Regions from separate parts of the Sus scrofa genome. Here region 2 is linked to region 1. Evidence: chromatin contacts called from public Hi-C data. All regions are on one chromosome and are shown on one strand. The core of a region is the stretch at or near the end of the contact, and the rest is flanking DNA. Distances in the headings are between cores, read along the strand shown. Region 1 holds the start of ACTN3 (alpha-actinin-3). Region 2 holds the start of PYGM (glycogen phosphorylase, muscle form).

Evidence for each region. A called contact is a pair of places that touch in the nucleus more often than the background predicts.
Region 2: a Hi-C map of skeletal muscle shows a contact between it and region 1, with 14 times the contacts expected there. The contact joins the promoter of PYGM here to the promoter of ACTN3 in region 1. A contact is called at or near these places in 1 of 47 Hi-C or Micro-C datasets (skeletal muscle) and 1 of 2 datasets of contacts at active chromatin or transcription factors (skeletal muscle).

Annotation. Positions count from the first base shown.
Region 1 is chr2:5,871,871-5,878,537 of Sscrofa11.1, forward strand. ACTN3 (alpha-actinin-3) reads right to left here and starts at 1,909. Exons shown (of 21, transcript XM_003122492.4): 1 at 1,685-1,909. The coding sequence starts at 1,834. It overlaps ZDHHC24 (probable palmitoyltransferase ZDHHC24), which reads left to right and starts at 2,639. Exons shown (of 3, transcript XM_003122494.6): 1 at 2,639-3,035; 2 at 4,446-4,723. The coding sequence starts at 2,755.
Region 2 is chr2:7,406,034-7,413,040 of Sscrofa11.1, forward strand. It overlaps PYGM (glycogen phosphorylase, muscle form), which reads left to right and starts at 3,297. Exons shown (of 20, transcript XM_003122588.5): 1 at 3,297-3,969; 2 at 5,047-5,148; 3 at 5,237-5,315; 4 at 5,411-5,514; 5 at 5,869-6,000. The coding sequence starts at 3,727.

The DNA of each region.
Region 1 (6,667 bases), core at 659-3,158:
GCCGGGCAGTAGGCCCGCTCTAAGACATACTGAATGAATGTTTTTGAATGAAGTGGAATAAGGAGGACTCAGGTGTCGGCGGGAAGAGACAGGAGGGCTCCAGGACCGGGAGGAGAAGCAGGGATGGGGTGGGGCTAGAGACGTTCATCACTTTGTAATAAACAACATTGGCTGAAAAGAAACAACCTGAATGTCCAGTTCCAGGGGATGCCGATGAATGTGAGGAGCACCTACGCTGTGCACTGCATGAATGGGTGAGGTGAGTGGCTGTAAGTGGGGTCGGGAGGATGCTCTCGACCTTTGAAGTGATGAAAGCAAGTTACAGGCTGGCATGTGCCTAATGAGGGGTCTGTGACCCTGGATCTGGGAGAGGTTTGGGGGGGTAGGGGGAGGAGTTTTGCAGGGCAGGTGGCAGCTGGAGCCAGGGGGCAGGGATGACATCACTGGGAGATGGCTGGGTCCAAGGACTGCAGCCCTGCTCGGAGACAGGTGCAGGAAGAGCTGGGGGCGGGGGGGCGTGTCACCCAGGGCACCCTCATCAAGTCAGCTGAGCCTCCCAGCCCCTGGGGTCACCTCCTGTCATCTAACCCAGCGGAAGTGCTCTGATTCTAAATCCTGGGATTCTCAGATCCTGCGAATTCCACTGAGTACCCCGTTCTCGGCCCTTTCCTGGTGTCATACACTTTTGGCAAATGCCGAGTGGGGTCGAATGACCTCATGGGCCCTCCCTACCCCTGGCCTGACACTCCCCAAAGTTTCCTCACTCCAGTCCGGATCATTTTCTCTTTTAGGTCCCCAGGTGTCCTACCCTCTCCATTTGGGAAAGTCTGGGAGTGAAAATAGATCGGGGAGGGGAGGCCCAAGTACCCTACAAGGCTGGGCCTGGGTGGCAGCTGCCCATGTGCCCCTCTCAGGTCCTCCAAGGCGCTGCCTCAGCACAGAGTGACCATCTGGTCAGAGAGTCAGGTTACACGTAAGGAAACCCAGGGCTCCCCCCCACCCCCCCCACCCCCACCTGTGGCCTTTACAGCAGACTCAGGGCCCCTGGGGTGGGGAGGGGTATCCTGGGAAAGAATCGGGGTGGGGCAGGCAATGGGCAAAGACCCTCAGGTTGCGGGGGTCCTGTTTTCTGACAGTGTATGATTTGGGTCCTATCTCGGCCCCTTTCTAGGCCTCAGTTTCCTGATGCGACAACTGGGATAGGTGAGCATGGACATCACACTGGAGAGAATAGGGAGAGGGTGAGAGGGGGGTCTGGGACGGTTACCCCTTCCCCCACACTCCAAGTCCACTATTTGCTTGGCTGCAAGTCCTCAGGTGGAGTCTGGGAATATTTCACCAGAGAGTTGGGGGTGTGTGGGGGGGCCCCACACCCCCACCCTCAAACTTGGATCTCCTGGGCTTCGCTCACCCCATATTCCTTAGCAGAAATGGAGCAGTAGGCCCAGGGGAATGAACCCTGGGGGGGGGGTGGGGAAACTCTTCTTATCCTAAACCACTGGAGGGTCCCCCAGCCCCCTCTTCCAGCCCTGGGAGACAACAGGGGCTGATGGGCAGAGCCTCGGCTAAGGAATAACACCGAGGTTTAAGACAGGCTCTGCCCCTCACCTGCTAAGATGCCAAGGACAAACCGCCTGGCTTCTCAGGCCTCAGTTTTGCCATCAGGAAATGGGCTAGCACTCACTTTCCTCTGCTGCTTCTCCCAGGCCGGGTCCAGCAGCAGGTCGCGGTCCCAGTCCTCCTCCTGTTCCATGTACTCGCCGCCCCCGCCGCTTCCGCCTGCGAAGGGCCCCTCCCGGGTCCCCAGACCCTCGGGCTGCATAACCATCATCATCTTGCTTGGGCTCCTGGCTCCGCTGGGCTCCGCGCGCTCCAGAACTTGGGGACCGCATTAAGTAGCCGCAGACCCAGCCCCGGATCGGATTCGCGCTAAATATGGGGGAAGAGGGAGGGGCCGGATTGGGGCGAGGGCGCTCGAGACCAGGCAGGAGGTTGTCCTGGGACTAGGAGACTGCAGAATTTTGAGGCGCTGGGGTGGATCTCATAGCGGAGATCCGGGATTCGCGTTTTGGCTCCTGTGTGACTTTAGGAAAGTCACGGGCCCTCTCTGAATCTATTTCCTCAGGTATACAACGGAGATGACGATAACAATAGCGGTTGCAGACCTCTCTAATCTGCCTTTGGGGTCTCCTCCTGACCCTCTTCCTGCGCCCCCTTGGTGGGAAACAAGGAGCATTATTCCCATTTCACAGTCAGAAACACCGAGGCGCAGAGTTGATTTGAATGTTTTCTCGGGTGACGAGGGGAGACACTAGAGGAGGGGGCGGGGCTTCAAGCCAACTGGATGGGCCGAGGCAGGGCTATTAATATCGGGGCGACTAAGGGTTGAGGGAGAATGTGCTGAGCCGGGAAACCCGGACGCCACTGAGGCTGCAACTCTATCTTCTTTGGCGAGCCAGCCAGCGGGACGGGGACTCAGCAACGGCGGGAGGGGCGGGGCCTCCGCGGGTGGGCGGGGCTATAACGGCGCCGCCCTACCAGGCTCTAGCGCCGACGAGGTTCCAAGCCTTTCCTTGGCTCGTTCGGCCGTCCAATCACATCTCGGTATCTGCCTGCCGCCGCCTGTGAACCGGAAAGCTCGCCTCACCTCTTCACAGCTTCTATTGGTCGTGGCAGACGTCCTTTTGACACTATCCCCGCCCCGATACGGAAGCGGCGGGGTACTCCCGATCCCACCGCGGGTGGGCCCAAGCCATGGGGCAGCCCTGGGCGGTGGGGAGCGCCGAGGGGGCACACGCGCGGCTGCCCCTTGTGCTCACTGCGCTGTGGGCCGCGGCTGTGGGCTTGGAGGTGGCCTACGTGCTGGTGCTTGGTCCTGGGCCTCCCCCGCTGGGACCCTTGGCCCGGACCTTGCAGCTTGCCCTGGCAGCCTTCCAGCTGCTAAACCTACTGGGCAACGTGGGGCTCTTCCTGCGCTCGGATCCCAGCATCCGGGGTGTGATGCTGGCCGGCCGTGGTCTGGGCCAGGGCTGGGCGTGAGTGGGGCACGGGGTCTGGCAGGGGTGGGGTGTGGGGCCGGGGGAGCTTGGGGCAGGGGGAGGGCCCTAGGACCTGATGATAGAACCAGTTTACAAAGATCCGCTTGTTGGAGCCAGAGAACTCCTTTAGAACCAGAAGCCACAAGAAGTATCATTCATTCACTTACAAACATTGAGTACCTACTGTGTGCAAGGTACTGTTCTAGGCACTGGAGGTGCAATAAAACGTATTCCTGATTTTAGCGGAGGAGGGGGCAGATGATAAACTTCAGGTGTAATAAATAAACAAATAATATAGAATGTTAGAAGCTGGTGGTGGTAAAGAAACAAAAAGAGCAGCTTAAAGAGGATGCAAATGGCAGTTTGAAACAGAGTGGCAGGCCTCATTGAGAAGGTGGTATTTGGACAAAGACTTGAAGAGGGTGGGAGAGTTAGCCCCACTCATCTGGGGAAAGAATGTTCTAGGCAGAGGGAACAGGCAGTGCAAAGGCTCTGAGGCAGTTGTGTGCCCAGCATGTTCCAAGAACAGCCAGCCAGCCAGTGTGGCTGACGTGGAGTGAGATGGGGGAGAGGAGAGGTTAGAGATGTAAACCTTTGAATTTGTGGCTTTTTACTAGAAGCGAAATGGAGAGCTGTTGGAGGGTTTTGAACAGAAGAGGGGCATGATTTCAATTTTCTTTCTTTCTTTTCTTTTTTTTTTTTTCCTTTTGCGTTTTCTAGGGCCACATATGGAGCATATGGAGGTTCCCAGGCTAGGGGTCTAATCGGAGCTGTAGCCACCGGGCTACGCCGCAGCCACAGCAACGCAGAATCCGAGCCACGTCTGCGACCTACACCACAGCTCACGGCAACACTGGATCCTTAACCCACTGAACAAGGCCAGGGATGGAACCCGAAACCTCATGGTTCCTAGTCGGATTTGTTAACCACTGCACCACGACGGGAACTCCTCAATTTTCAAAAGATCAGCGTTGTCAGGTTCAATCCCTGGCCCAGGAACTTCTGAATGCCACATCCGTGGCCAAAAAAAAAAAAAAAAAAAATAGAAAAGAAACATCCTGGGGACAAAGGTGGAATCAGGGAGATGGGGCAAGAGGCTGCTGCAACAATCCAGGGTAGAGTTCGTGGTGACGGGCCACAGTGGTGACAGTGGAGATGAGAAGTTTGCTCTGGATGTTAGAAGCCAGAGAAGGGGCTCAGGACTGGGGCTGTCAGAGCTGGACGAGCCCTCAGACCTGCTGTTCTAGAAGTGGAAGAAGGGTCTGGGAAGTAGTGCTCGGCTTGCATATACCCAGCGAGGGCTGTGGCTGTGTCTGTTCCCCAGGACAGGTTCAGGGGCTGACCCGGGCATGATGTGGGGCAGTTGGAGCTGCCAGGGGAACTGACCCTGTGGTTCCTTCCCTGCAGTTACTGCTACCAGTGCCAAAGCCAGGTGCCGCCACGCAGTGGGCATTGCTCCGCCTGTCGCATCTGCATCCTCCGCCGGGACCACCACTGCCGCCTGCTGGGCCGCTGCGTGGGCTTCCACAACTACCGGCCCTTCCTGTGTCTGCTGCTTCACGCCGCAGGTGTCCTGCTGCACGTCTCTGTGCTGCTGGGCCCGGCCCTGTCAGCTCTGCTGCGAGCCCACACGCCCCTCCACACGGCCGCCCTCCTCCTGCTGCCCTGGCTCATGCTGCTCACAGGTGGGGAGCCGGGGAGGCTGAGGCCCATCCTGGGGGGAGATGGGATTTCTGGCTGGTTCTCCAGGCAGTGCCCTGGGACCCAGTCCCAATGTCATGACAGGAGGTGAGGGCAGCCAGGGATTCAGCTGGGTGTACGCGCTGGCAAAAGAGTAGACCCTCGGAGTTCCCGTCGTGGCGCAGTGGTTAACGAATCCGACTAGGAACCATGAGGTTGCAAGTTCGGTCCCTGCCCTTGCTCAGTGGGTTAACGATCTGGCATTGCCGTGAGATGTGGTGTAGGTTGCAGACGCGCGGCTCAGATCCTGCATTGCTGTGGCTCTGGCGTAGGTCAGGGGCTACAGCTCCGATTTGACCCCTAGCCTGGGAACCTCCATATGCTGCGGGAGCGGCCCAAAGAAATAGCAAAAAGACAAAAAAAAAAAAAAAAAAAAAAAAAAAAGAGTAGACCCTCCACGCAGGTACAGAGTCCAGGCTGAGATCAGGGGAGGGTACCTGGAGGCACTGGCAGAGGAGGAAAGACTAGGGGTATTTCACTGCGGGGGCGGGTGGGGGATGGTGAGGGAGTATTGTAAGTCCAGGCGGGGGCATTCTTGTTTTTTTGTTGTCGTTGTTGCTTTTCTTTGTCTTTTTGCCTTTTCTAGGGCCGAACCTGCAGCATATGGAGGTTCCCAGGCTAGGGGTCTGTTTGGAGCTGAAGCTGCTGGCCTACATCACAGCCACAGCAACGCGGGTTCCGAGCTGCATCTGCAACCTATGCCACAGCTCATGGCAACACCAGATCCTTAACCCACTGAGTGAGGCCAGGGATCGAACCCGCAACCTCATGGTTCCTAGTCGGATTCGTTAACCACTGAGCCATGACAGGAACTCCATGGGGCGGGGGCATTCTGAGCTGGGGAAACAGTGTGACAGAGGCTTAGAGGCTGGGCAGGGAGGGGTGAAGGTGTTTTGATGGAAATTGTGAGAATTGAAACCAGGACAGTTAGGTTAGCTCTGGCTGGTGGAGGCCTCTGGTGTGGTATGAAGAGACGGCCCTTACTGGACCGGGCAGTGGGGAGCCAGTGAAGGTTATAGGCAGGGGACGTTGGGAGGGGAAGTTTGGGCTCGGGAGGCTGACTGAGAAGCTGTGCTCTGGATGACACTCTTTCCTCTGCCACCGCCCAGGATAGAAACCCCACTTTTTTTTTTTTTATACTTGGTTATCTGCCCCCCAGAATGCTTTGACTGTCTCTTCCCTGACTCCTTCCTCCTGACCTCTCAGCGGTCCTCTCTGTCACCTTGTCCTGCAGTAGCTAAACCTCCTGACCACTCCGAATAGTGGCTGTGTCTCCCCATCCTATCCAAGGCCAGCTCTGTCCCTAGGACCCCTCCCTGAAGCCCAGGGGTGGCCTTGGAAGGCCCGTAGGATTGTCAAGGTCTTCCTCTGCCCACATGGCCTCCTCTGCCCCCCCAGTGACCCCCCGTCTCCACTGAGACTTGAGCCCTCCCCCCCAACTTGGTCATCCACAGCCTCCCACTCACTTCCCGAACCCACTGAAGACTTGGGCTCCAGCGCTCTGTCTCTCTCAGCCCTGGGCCTTGTTGAAATCACAAGTACCTGCAGGTCTGGCTGAATGGCCCCAACCACTTGGCTTCTTGACCTTCTCCTCCATTTGACTTCCTTCCTCTGCTCTGCATCTGTGCCCCAGTCCTGTTGGAATCCAAAATGTGTCACCCGGGAGTTCCCTTTGTGGCTCAGTGGGTTACGAACCCAGCTAGTATCCATGAGGATGCAGGTTCCATCTCTGGCCTCGCTCAGTGGGTTAAGGCTGTGTTGCCATGGCTGTGGTGTAGGCTGGCAGCTGCAGCCCTGATTCAACCCCTGGTCTGGGAACTTCCGTAGGCTGCAGGTGCGGCCCTAAAAAGCAAAAAAGCAAAAAAAAAAAAAAAAAAAAGTGTTACCCA
Region 2 (7,007 bases), core at 2,047-4,546, 1.5 Mb after region 1:
CTCGGTTTCCCTGGTGGGCTCATTGGGCGGTTAATTAGCTCTTTGAAGCTCTGGAAGAGGCAAAGTGGCGCTATGTGGGTTTTAGAAATAAAATCAATAAATGACTTAACCACAGCCCAGCTATCTCCTCCATCTCTCTCCCCTGGGGCCAGCTCCATTCCTGTGCTCACTCCTCCTCTGTTCCCCAGCCGCCGTCAGCTTTTGTTAAGGTTTTGGAGAGTAACAAAGTGGCTGACGGAGGCATCAGTCTCCGGCCTTTCTCCAAGCTGCCCGATGCCCCGAAATGGAAGAGAGACAGCAGGAGGCCTCAGCCCTCGGAACCGCAGCAAGCACCTGCCTTGGCAGTGGAGCCCGTGGGATGAGCAGTGCTTCCTCGCCCACCTGAGACAGCCAGGGTAGAGAAAAGCCCTCTGCTTGACCCTGTTCTGTTTCTGCTGCTGCAGCAGAGTATCCCCACCCCCTCAGAGCTGGGTTGGCCAAAGGAATGTCAGCTGGAAAGGTCAGTGTTAGGGCTCTGTTACTGAGGCCCAGCCAAGTGCTCCGGAGAACCCAAGATTGGTCCCAGGAAGGAGGCGGGATTTCTGGTTAGAAACCTAGTCGCACACAAACAACCTTGAGTTAGTTCAGGTGTCTGTCTGGACATAACCTAGAGTTCAGGTTGGAAAAGCGGTCTCAGGCTTCTCGAAAATAAAACTGCACACAACACATGGGAGTGGGGGGGCAGGGGGAGGACTTGGGGAAATGAGCTGGTCAGCTTGAAGCTTCAAGGCTCCATGCTGGGCTGGGGGGTGGTGTTGCCCCTGAAAAAGTTTGGAAAGTTTGGAGTTTCCATTGTGGCCCGGTGGTAATGAAGCCCAATAGTATCCATGAGAACGTGGGTTCAATCCCTGCCCTTGCTCAGCGGGTTAACAATCCGGCATTGCCATGAGCTGTGGTGTAGCTTGAAGATGAGGCTTGGATCCCTTGTGGCTCTGTGGCTGTGGTGTAGGCTGGCAGCAGCAGCTCCGATTCAGTCTCTAGCCTGGGAACCTCCATATAAGATTGGAAAGTTAGGAGTTCCCGGCGTGGCTCGGTGGTTAATGAATCCGACTAGGAACCATGAGGTTTCGGGTTCCATCCCTGGCCTTGCTCAGTGGGTTAAGGATCTGGCGTTGCCATGAGCTGTGGTGTAGGTCACAGATGCAGCTCAGATCCCATGTTGCTGTGGCCCTGGCGTAGGCCGGAGGCTACAGCTCCGATTAGACCCCTGGCCTGGGAACCTCCATGTGCTGCAAGTGGCAGCCATAGAAAAGACAAAAGAACAAAAAAAAAAAAAAAAAAAAAAAATTGGAAAGTTAGAGGCGGGGCCACTGACAAAGATTGAAAGAACCCCCAAAAAAGGTAGTGGGAGAAACCCGTCCAGAGTATATTTGTTTCCCAGTGGAAACAGAACGTGTCCCAGTTCGGTAAGAGCTCTGAGTGCAGGGGCAGGGCGAGCGCTGGGTGGATGAGCAGGAAGAGGGGCGTCGGGCCAGCCCTGGGAGAGGCGGGAGCCGGGCCTTAGGAGGAAAAGTAAGTCCTACAGGCAGTAATGGGTCAGTGCAAAGGTTTGTATGGCCACAGTTGGGGCACGAGGTGACAACATGGGTCGCTGGCATTGCCTTGTCAAGGAATGACCATGTGCCAAGGAACCTCTGAGCTCTACACAGCCCTCCAAGAGGGACCACAGGCCAGGCGGCCTGAGATGCTGGCCAAGCCCGGAGGCCAGAGTGGGTGAACCTCTGCAAAGGCACAGCCGGGGAGGAGAGGCTGAGGATGAGAACTGAAGACAAGAGAGCCATCGGGCATTTCTTTTTTGAAATACAATGGGTAAAACACTTTTTTAGAAGAGAAATTGGAAAATGCAAAAAATGTTAGACAATTTTCTATGTTTTCATGCTATCTGTGGAGGTGTGTTTTGGTGTTTTCTTCTTGGTCTTTTTTCTCTGCTTGAAGCATGCTCTGTGGCAGATCAGACCAGACGCTGCTTGGGGGGCAGGGGCAGAGCAGAGCTCAGCCATAGGGAGGCTTGGAGTTGGGCCCCCACACCAAGTGGGTGATCCCAGGGCAGGTCTGCTGTGGCTCAAAGTCCTCCGACACAGCCTGGCCCTCCCTGAGCCAGACTCTCAATAGCATCCTGCAGCTGTCCAAGCCCAGATCTGCTTCCTTGGCCCACAGGCCAGAACACCCAGTTCTCTGCTTCCACGGGCCCTCTGCCCCAGGAGGCTCAGGCATCCTCTGAAATAGCACTGGGCCCTGGTCTTCTTTTGCTCAAAGAACAAAGCAGCTTCCAAAGTCTGCCTCCACGAGATTAGGAGGCAGGGGCTGGAGGAGGCAGGTCTTTATATTCTCATTAGGTGAAGGGATTCAAGGCTCAGAAAAGCAGAGCAACCAGCCCAAGATCACATAGCAAATGAATGCTGGGGCCAGGGCACCAGCAGTGAATTGGGGGCAGGCAAAGCCTCAAAGGGAGGGGTCTGGAGGTGTCAGGCCATGAAGACAAATTCCTGGGGTGCAGAGGCCCGTTTTACAGGTGGAGTCACACTTGTGAACCTGGTCCACTAAGCCCTTGTCCACTGTGTGGCCCCAGGTGGGAGAGATGGGTAGGAGAAGGCCTCCAGCCACTCACCTGGCAGCCGCATCATGGGCGACTTGATATCATTGGCCAGTGTTGTGTGCGCGCACGTGCATGTGCGCATGAAGGGGGCGCTTCAGTTTCTCCTACGCCTGTGGGCCCCAGGACTACAGTTCCCAGGGGCCCCTGCTCCAGGCTGGTGGTCCCTAGCCAAAGCTGGCCTGTAATCTGACCATCCCTCTGCAAAGGTCACTTCAGAGCCCCTTGAGGGACAGCAACAGGGGGAGCTCAGAGTGGCTCGACTTAGGTGGGGGGGTGGGGTGTGCACTGTAGCCCTGCCTCAGGCAACCTTCCCCATACCACCCCCTGGAACGCAGGGTCCCGGTGCCCCTTCGTGCAGACACCCAGTATCCTCTGCTAGTTGCACTTCTGTTAGGGCTCATCCTCAGCGCCTGGGCCTTCAGCCCGTCCCTCCCCACCCGGCTGCAGGGCTGCCGTGGAAGCTTGACCGGAGGTCACCCCGCTTGGGGTTTGCAGTCTCTTCTGTGAATGTCTGGAACAGAAGCCAAGAGGCTCTGATGGGGGCTGGGGCTCCTGACCTGTCCTCCTTGACATCCCACTTGGCCCCTCCAAGGAGCCCTGATGGACAGCCGCCAAGGTCCGGCCCCATCTTTCATCTAGAACCCAGGAACGGGCCCAGAGCAGGGCAGCCTCAGCCAAAGTTGGAGCCCAGCGGCTCCGGTCAAGGCTCAGGCCTCTCAGGCCAGCCCGCCGCCGCCTGCTGCATCTTGTCTCTGACCCTGCAAAAGGCAGGGAGGGGGCCAGAGGGCAGAAGGGCCGCCGTGTGCGAGGGGTGGGGGGGGACGTGGGTCCGCACAGGGCTGCCGGGCCCAGCCCAGGCGGAGGTCCGGCCTGCTCTCCCTGCCCCTCTCTCCTCTCCTGCGCTTGCCCCAAAATAGCTCCCGGAGCACCCAGGCCAAGACCCTCCCCCGGAGGGAGGAGGCGGGGCAAGCTGCCCAGAGCCGGGCTTTAAATCGCCGGCCGGCCGGGGATCTCCACTCCCTGGCTGGAGGCACCGCTCAGGCCCCCGTCCCCACCGTCCGTCCTTCCGTCCGGCCCGCCCTCCCGCAGCCATGTCCCGGCCCCTGACGGACCAGGAGAAGAGAAAGCAGATCAGCGTGCGCGGCCTGGCCGGCGTGGAGAATGTGGCGGAGCTGAAGAAGAACTTCAACCGGCACCTGCACTTCACCCTCGTGAAGGACCGCAACGTGGCCAACGCCCGCGACTACTACTTCGCGCTGGCCTACACCGTGCGCGACCACCTCGTGGGCCGCTGGATCCGCACGCAGCAGCACTACTATGAGAAGGACCCTAAGGTGCTGCTTGGGGCCCCCCGGGTGGGGGATGGGCTGGGGGGGCCCTGCCCCGGGGGGCCCGGAGATCGTGACACGTGGCAGCCCTTTCCTGAGGTCAGGATTTGGGCGCAAAATAAAGGGTCGCTCCAGGTTCCTGAGGTTGGAAGATGCAGGGTGCCAGGTGCAATGGGTGCGGGGACCCAGGGGCGGGGTGCGAGGGGTGGGGTGGGGGTCAGGGGCCTCAGGTCAAGGCAGGCTGGTGGCAAAGGCCCTGATTGAGAGCCACCCACAGTCCAGCCCCCTCTTTCGGCTAGAATCTCGGAGCGAGGGGCTGTTGAGGGGGCAGGAAGACCCCTGTGGCCTGGGGTGGACCCTTAGTGGAAGGACATGTCACTGAATGTGTGCACAGCGCGTCCGTGAGCGGGTGGGGCTCGGCTGGGGCAGCTGAGGGGGGAGATCAAGTGTCTGTTGGGGTCACTGGTAAATGTCAGCAACCTGACACCTCTGGGCAGGAGTGGGGGAGGGGCAGACGGGTGGGGCAGGGAGGGGACCCAGGAAACCAGGAGACCATGCACCATCCGCATCCTGGAGCCTGGCGCCTCTCTGGCCCCTTCTTGGGACAGAGGCTTGAGGGCCAAGGGGAGCTGGGCCCTGCAAAGATGGGAGGTGGCTGCCTCTAGCCCTGAGTCATTGTGTGACCTTGAGCCAAAGACTTTTCTCTGGGCCTGGCCCCCCCTCCTGGGGAGCCCTTGGAGATGCTCCCCCACATCCTGACTCCCTGAGGGGCTGTTGGGAGGATTTCCTGCACAGGAAGGGGTTCCCACCTCTCCTAAGCACCTCAGCCCCCCAGGGAGATACAGCCAGCCCCATTTTCCAGATGAGGAAACTGAGGCTCAGAGAAGAAAAGTGATTTGTGCAAAAGTCAAAAGAAATGCTGGGGCTGGAACTTACCTGTTGGGTCCCCAAAGCCTGAGGAAGCGGGGAAAGAACATGCTGGGGCCTAGGCATGGGGCAGGACGTGTGAGAGGTGCGGCCCAAGCGAGCCTGGCTGAATGCATGTCCGAGGGCAGCCTTGACCCCGTCTGTCTCTCCGGACAGAGGATCTATTACCTGTCTCTGGAATTCTACATGGGCCGGACGCTACAAAACACCATGGTGAACCTGGCCTTGGAAAATGCCTGTGATGAGGCCACCTACCAGGTGTGTAGGGGTGGGGCAAGCCCTAGGGACTGCAGCATGGACCCGCTGGCCCTTGGCCCTGACGACTGGCACACCCTCCCCCTTCTAGCTGGGCTTGGACATGGAAGAGCTGGAGGAAATGGAGGAGGATGCCGGGCTCGGCAATGGGGGCCTGGGCCGGCTGGCAGGTGAATGAGCCGGGTGGCACGGGGGTGGGGGTCGGGGGTGGGCGGAAGGGTCCTTTTGTGTTGCGTCTCTGACACCCCTTTGTGCACACCCCTAGCCTGCTTTCTGGACTCCATGGCAACACTGGGCCTGGCTGCCTATGGCTACGGGATCCGCTATGAGTTTGGGATTTTTAACCAGAAGATCACTGGGGGTTGGCAGGTGAGCAACCTTGGGCCCTGGCCGGGTAGGGCCCTGGTTGTGAGGGGGAAGACCCCCTATGTGCTCATTCATCTGTGCATAGATCCAGAACTGGCCCAGCCCCCGGCCCCAGTCCCATCGTTATCTCTTGGGATGGGAGGGCCGTACCTGTGGGATCTCTCAGACTCTCATGCACACACCGTGTCCGCTTGGCTATCCCACCAGACCAGGGGCCCGCCTGCCCCAGAGTCTTTCATGTATGCCCTCCCTATACAGGGGCTGTATAGCTGCTGCTCCTGCCCTGCCCGCCACTTCTTGTGGCGTGAGCCTGGCTCTGACGCTGCTTTCCTTTCTCCCCGACCTGCTTGGGCTTAGATGGAGGAGGCTGATGACTGGCTTCGCTATGGCAACGCCTGGGAGAAGGCGCGACCCGAATTCACGCTGCCTGTGCACTTCTATGGCCGAGTGGAGCACACCAACCAGGGGGCCAAGTGGGTGGACACACAGGTGAGGGGGACGCTGGGGAGCAGAGGAGGATCCAGGGATGGGGAGGGGAGGAAGTTCTAGAGGAAACAGGGAGAAACAGGGAAAGATCCCGGAGGCTACTGGACCCTGTGCCGTCTTATAATAGAGGACCCCGAGGCTCAGAGAGCTTAAGTGACTTCCTCGAGGTCACACAGCTGGAACCAGGAGAGGCTAGAGACAAGATCACAGGGGAGCCAGGCCAAGTGCAGAGCCTGGGAGGAGGAGAGAGGCTTGCTCTACCCATGTTCCTTCCCTGACCTGGCTCCCCTCCAGCCCACAAGACTCATCAAAGAATAGTCACGGGCGCTTGGCCCCCTGCACGTCTGACCTGGGGGCTCCATAGGAAACAAAGCGACAGCCCAGAAATGCGGACAGGGGAGAAAATTAGAGCCTGCAGAGGGCAACTGACTCACTCAAGGTCATGGAGCAAGTTGGAGCCTAAAGCTAAACCAGGTGTCTGAATTCCAGCTCAGCCAGTCTTCTTGCTGTGGCTGCAGGTCATCGGCTTCCAGATGGCTGCACAGAAAGCTCTAGTCTTTCAGAATCGAGAGTGAGAGTCATTCTGCTGTCATCCTCGCTAAGGTCCAGCAGGGCACTGGCTGCCCACCTGGCTGTATTCTCTCAGGGCAGCCCCTTCCCACTCTGAGCTGCAGTTTGCACTCTGCTCCAATGAGGGGCTACTTCATGGTGGGGAGGGGGGCGTGGATGTGGCCCCGTGGTGGTGGCAGTTACTAGCAACGGTTCCTGATGTTGGCTAATTGTGGGAGGTGGGGACAGCATCAGTCACAGTTAATTAGTCCGGAGGTCAACTGGCCATAAACTCTTTGCATGGACTTGGCTTGACTTCTGTGACCCTGTCAGCTGCTCCATGATCCCCCAGTCCTTCCATGAGTCCAGAGTGTCCTCTAGATTGTGCTCAGGCCAGGCAAGCCAGCTCTTCCCCATCACCGCAGAGTGGCTACCAAGAGGGCTCCACCTTGGGCTCTGGG